Linked DNA regions of Sus scrofa: region 2 is linked to region 1. Evidence: chromatin contacts called from public HiChIP or PLAC-seq data. All regions are on one chromosome and are shown on one strand. The core of a region is the stretch at or near the end of the contact, and the rest is flanking DNA. Distances in the headings are between cores, read along the strand shown. Region 1 has its middle 10 kb from the start of NTN1. Region 2 overlaps NTN1 (netrin-1).

What was found. HiChIP or PLAC-seq counts read pairs in DNA pulled down with a chosen protein or histone mark.
Region 2: an H3K27ac HiChIP or PLAC-seq map of skeletal muscle shows a contact between it and region 1. The contact joins two enhancer-like sites. A contact is called at or near these places in 1 of 47 Hi-C or Micro-C datasets (embryonic fibroblasts) and 1 of 2 datasets of contacts at active chromatin or transcription factors (skeletal muscle).

What each region holds. Positions count from the first base shown.
Region 1 is chr12:54,077,635-54,080,334 of Sscrofa11.1, reverse strand. No RefSeq gene overlaps it. Among named protein-coding and RNA genes, the nearest start is that of NTN1, 10 kb to the left of the region's middle. Within about 2 kb of position 1,379, at least 4 of the 83 cell types and tissues checked have an H3K27ac peak or open chromatin away from gene starts, as enhancers often do. A contact at or near this core is called in skeletal muscle, where this site is marked.
Region 2 is chr12:54,289,382-54,292,213 of Sscrofa11.1, reverse strand. NTN1 (netrin-1) reads right to left here. Exons shown (of 8, transcript NM_001044548.1): 8 at 23-116. The coding sequence ends at 109. Among named protein-coding and RNA genes, the nearest start is that of TRNAE-UUC, 130 kb to the right of the region's middle. Within about 2 kb of position 1,428, at least 16 of the 83 cell types and tissues checked have an H3K27ac peak or open chromatin away from gene starts, as enhancers often do. A contact at or near this core is called in skeletal muscle, where this site is marked.

The sequences.
Region 1 (2,700 bases), core at 130-2,629:
TTTGATTCCTTTCTCCTCATCTTGCATGTATCTACAATAGGATTTGGTCTTGTGGTTACCTCGAGGCTTTCTTGAAACATCTTACAGAGATAACAGTCTGTTTTAAGGTAGTAACAACTTACCTTCGAGGGCATACAAAAAGTCTACCTTTCACTCCCTCCTTTTATATGTTTTTGCTGTCACAGTTTAAATCTTGTAATATTGCATATTCATCAACAAATTATGGTAACTATAGCTATTGTAAATACTTTTAGCCCTTATACTAGAGTTAAGTGGTTAATACACCTCTGTACTACAGTATTAGAGGGTCCTAAATCTGACTATATACTTTCTTTTACCAGTGTGTTATATATTTTCACATCTTCTCATGTTACCAATTAGTGTCCTTTTGTTTCATCTTAAAGAATTGGTTTTTTTTTTTTTTCTTTTTAGAGTCATACCCACGGCATATGGAAGTTCCCAGGCCAGGAGTCAAATCAGAGCTGTAGCCGCCAGCCTACGCCACAGCCACAGCCACGCCAGATCCCAGACGCATCTGCGACCTACACCACAGCTCACGGCAACACCGGATCCTTCACCCACGGAGCAGGGCCAGGGATTGAACCTGCATCCTCATGGGTATTAGTTGGATTTGTTACCGCTGAGCCACAAGGGGAACTCCAAGAATTCTTTTTAGCATTTCTTATAAGGCAGATCTAGGGGTGAGGAACCCCCAAGTTTTTGTTTTTGGGGGGAACGTCTTTATATGGCCTTTATCAGCTTTGAAATCATTTGAGAGGCAGTGAGTAGTGAAGGGGCAGGCCCCAGACAACCTGCTTTAGAAACCCTGGCCCCACCGCATACTTACCATGTAAATTTAGGCAAGTTATTGCGGCCCTGGGCCTCTATTTCCTCATCTCCAAAATGGAGATAATTAACAGCACTGACTTTTCAAGGTCATTACATGGATTAAATGACATGTTACACAGAAAGCACTTGGAAGGCCACTGGCCCTCCTTAGATTTCATCAGACGCTGCCCCTGTGAGGCCTGGCTTCCCACCAGCCACAGAAGGAAGGATGGCAGAGCCAGAGCAGCTGGCACTGGAACCAGAGCCTGTGATCTTCCTATGGGCTCTTTCCGGCCCTGCTGGCCTGGCGTCAGAACTCTCGTTACAGCCAAGAACCTGGACCTGGACAGCCTTGAATGGCACCCACTGGGTTGGCAAACCCTTCTGAGTGCTGGTTGGCAGGTGGTTTGTGCCCAGGAAACCTCTGTGTATGTTGCAGACAATTACGCCAAGAGTTCTACCTCCACTGTCATCGGAGTGTGCCTGTGAGGGTTCGGAGGTGGTGGAAGGGTGGGTGGAAGGCGGGCTGGTGATGGTCTCAGCCTGTGAGATCCCTGCCCTGCCAGAGAAAAGGGCAGGACATTTCGTCCTGGGTAGCTCGCCCGCCCTCAACTGGAGGCCTGTTCGCCTCTTTCTAAAATACCAGCGCCCCCTAGTGGGAGGAAGTCTCCAGTCACATCCCAGAGTTCTTCACCTGGATTGTTCCGTTCAGAGGAGAAAAATAGACGTCTTCATTTTTACTCACTTTCAGTGGAAACTGGGCATTTATTTTCTTTTTGTCTTCTTTTTTGGTTGCCCCATGGCATATGGAGTTCCCCGGCCAGTGATCAGATCTGAGTCAAGGTTCGATCTATGCTGCACCTGCAGCAATGCCGGATCCTTTAACCCACTGTGCCGGGAAGGGGACCGAACCTGCGTCCTGCCGCTACAGAGATGCAGATCCCATTGCACCACAGCGGGAACTCAGAGTGTTTCTTTTAATCACAGACATATGTGCCCAACCACAGAGGTGCCAACAAACAGAACCTGTGACTTTATCAGCAGTACATTAACTGGCATTTTTAGATCACACTATAGTTGTTGCTGATAATAGAAGTATCAGTTACGTTTATCACTGACTAGAAATTATGCCAGCTATTAGCTCTGCCTGGGAGCATGTTATTTAGCACATTAACAAAGAAGCACATATGTTACCAGCTTTCCAATTTATTTTTATTTATGTTAAAGCTGTAATACAAAACCGTTGTTTTCTTTTGGGTCCTATGTGTTTTATTTTTTGAAGTTAAAACGGTCTTCTGAAATAGAGTCCATAGGCTTTGCTGGACTGCCAAAGGGGCCCATGCCATAAAAATGGTTAAGGACCCTGGCTTTAGAAGGAGCTGGTTTAATCAGATCCTCTCCTGCGGCCGAGGGAGGGGCTGCGGACCGCGGTGTAAGGACAGGATTCAGAACAGCCAGGATCGAGGAGAGAGGGGGTCGGAGGTGGGAAGTGGGGACGAGAGGTACACCCCCCGTGCTCTGCCTTAGACTGACGCCCCTCTGACACAGCGGCCTGAGTCCAGACGTCAACATCGGACTCTCCAAATCCTGCTGATGTTAGTGCATGGCGGGGGTGCCAGCCAACACTGACAATGACGTTGACTTGTTAGACAAACCCATGACAAACTAGGAGCCAGAGTGAGTCTCACAGAACTAGGCAGACTTGCCTTATGGAGAGAAGAAGGCTTCCAGATTGAAGGGTATAAACCGCCACGTTTGGAGATAGAAAGACGAAAGACGTCTACTTTTTTTTTTTTTTTTTGGTCTTTTTGCCATTTTCTTGGGCCGCTTCTGGGTCTAATCGGAGCTGTAGCCACTGGCCTACACCAGAGC
Region 2 (2,832 bases), core at 179-2,678, 210 kb before region 1:
TCCAATAAAGACCGGGAGATGGAGAACAGTGTACAAGAGTTTATTTAATTGATATCGGAATTTAGTTCTATCATGTGGGGCCCACGTTACAAGTTCCATCTGGGTCCATTACAATTCTAACCAAAAAAAAAAGAAAAAAAAACCTTAAAAAAAATCCACAACTTTTTCATGTCATTAAATATATTCATATATAATAACTGTAATATATTAGTATGCATTGGAAAGGAACATTGACCCAAACAATATGTCATGGTCACAACTAAACATTTACAATTCTGAGTGAACAGAACTCCGAAAGGCAGGAGGGAGTCGGGGAGGGTGGGAGGCGCTGGGGAGCAGGAGGGGAGTGGGGCTGGCGGGGTCTGGGCGCGGACACGCTTGGGTACCCTAGGGTGCGGCCGGGCTGTGGTCCGGGTCTGGGCCCCGTAACCCCACTGCGGTTGCTCCACGCTCCAGCCTGCCTTTGAACACGGAGACCCTGATATTTTTCAGTTACCTAAAGGGACCAGCTCCTGATCCCTCGGGGTCTCCGTGATTTCTATCGCGGCGCAGCCCGGGCAACTCAAGGCGGTCTGTGCCTGTTGCTGCGGCTACTGCAGAGGCAGAGCCCCAGTGGGCAGCTCCCGGCCTCCCCTGCTTGGGCCGCAGAGCTCCCTCCCTCCCTCCCTGGCAGCTGTGGGACCTGAGGCTGCTGTCCCTGCGCCGCTCGCTCGCTCGGCACAGAAGCCTCAGCCTGCAGGCAGGTCCAGGGGGCAGCCCCCCATCTGTCCCCTCACCTCCACCCCAACCTTCAGCGTCACCGTGTGGCAGAAAAGCAGGGACCCCGCACCACCCAGCAGGTAAGGACAAGGACAACTGGGAATCTTTTTCTTTTAAAGACTAATCTGGTATGTTTTTCTTCAAGCACCTACACATCACAAGTCTGGTTAATACACTCTTCGAACGCTAGCGCCACTCCACACCCTCTCCTAACTGTACAAACCGCAACACCTCACCTCCTGGTTCCATCTCCCGGGGCGGGGGCGGGGGAGGAAGAGACGCTTCCCGAGGCTGGGTCCTCACTGCCACCTGCGGGGCTGGGTTCAGAGGTGGCCGGGGTTCGGGCTGGGCCTGTGACGCGGGGAAGGCAGCCCGTGTGGACAAATGCCAACCTGGCCGAGCTGCCACCTTGACCGTCCGCAGAGGCCAGGCCCCTTTGTCCTTGGGGTGCTGAGCAGGAGGGCGAGGCTGGAGCCTGGCTGACCAGGAAGCACAGTGCCCTGCTGCTGGGCAGGCCGCTGGCTCCAGAGCAGGGGCGCCTGGGACGCCAGCAGTGCGAGCCCCTCGGGGACGTGGGGGGGAGACTCCGGCCCAGGGCCGGAGGGGGCGGGGCTGCCACAGCCCTTCCAGGCAGAGCAGAGCAGCCGGGCTGGTGTGAACAGAAGCAGGACGACTGTCTGAGCAGGGCAGTGCCTCGCAAGGACTGGGCCGACAAAACGCACGCACACCACACGGGGCGTTGGAGGGCTGCTGCCTGCTTGGAAAAGCGCCTTGGCTCTCAGCCTTGGTCCTGGATCCCGCTGAGACCAGTACGCCTTCCCAGGGCTGTTCTGTCTTCTCCCTGTCTCTGGGGGCGTCTCTGAAATGCCCCCAAACACCTCCAGGCAGCCAAACAGCCTCAGGATTAGCTGAGGCCAGGCTTCCAGAGACTTGCCCACCAGCCTGGCTGCCACCTCTGAAGATGACACTGTGCCCAACCTCAGTGGTGACTCACCTGGCAGTATTCCCCTGCAGCCCGAGAAGAACTGAGTAGGGGCCGCAGAGCTTGCGTGCAACGAGGCCTGTGGTCCGAGAGCCCAGCTCCAGTCTGAATCCAGTTCTCCCACTTTCCTGCCCAGTGACCTTGGGCTTCATTTTACTCCATGTCAGTGGGGGTGAGAACCCCTGTCTCACAGGGTTGGTGTGAAGATAACATGAGGTCGCAGGAGTAAAGTGCCTGGCACAGAGCAGGTGCCCAGTACACGGCAGCTGCGACACGGGCCGAAGCAGGGAGGCAGAGGGAACCCAGACCAGGAGGGCCCAAGCTTCCTGCTGGGCTACGACCCTTTTGCGCTGCCAAACTCCAGCAGGGAAGATAAAACCAATTTCCTCTCTGAGAAGAGCCAGGCCTTGACTTTCAGTGTGCGGGCAGGTCTGGGGGGCCCCGGGGCAGTGCAGCGGGCTCGGGCAGGTGGCTGGGCAGGGGCATAAGCCTGTGTGAGGACATCGGACCCCGTGGACCAGGGCTGCCTGCTTGGGGACAGTATCTCTAGGAAGCTTTAGAAAGGATGCCTGGCTGTCCTTGGGGGCGAGGAGGCGTCCACCAAGGAGGCAGCTGCCGAGGAGCGTGGCCAGGTGCAGCCTAGGCCTTACCAGGAAAGCTGCGGAGGCAGCCCGGCCTGGAAGGGCTGTAGCAGGCTTTCTCAGCCTAGCAGCCTCGGGCCCTGCTCCAGGAGGTGGCAACTGCTTCCTTGGTACCCAGAAACCCAGTGGTCCTGCCCCTGCCAGCCCACACCGCAGGTGCTCAGGCACCTCAAGGCACGGCGGTCCCCACTTCCCCCAGCCATCCGAGCGCCTTAGCCTATGTTCCAGGCCCTCCCCAGCTGTTGACACCGCTGAGGGGCCTTGTGGGAGCTGATGTCATTACACAAACAGTGTCACTGCCGTAAACCCAGCCAGCGCCCCTTCCCCCTCCCCTGGAAAATGTCATAAAGGGTCTGCTTCCAACTTTCCAAAAAGGAAACGGAGGGTTTGCATTTGCAGTGCTGCCTCCAACCCAAAGCGCCAGCAGGCGCGGTGGCCGACCACGACCAC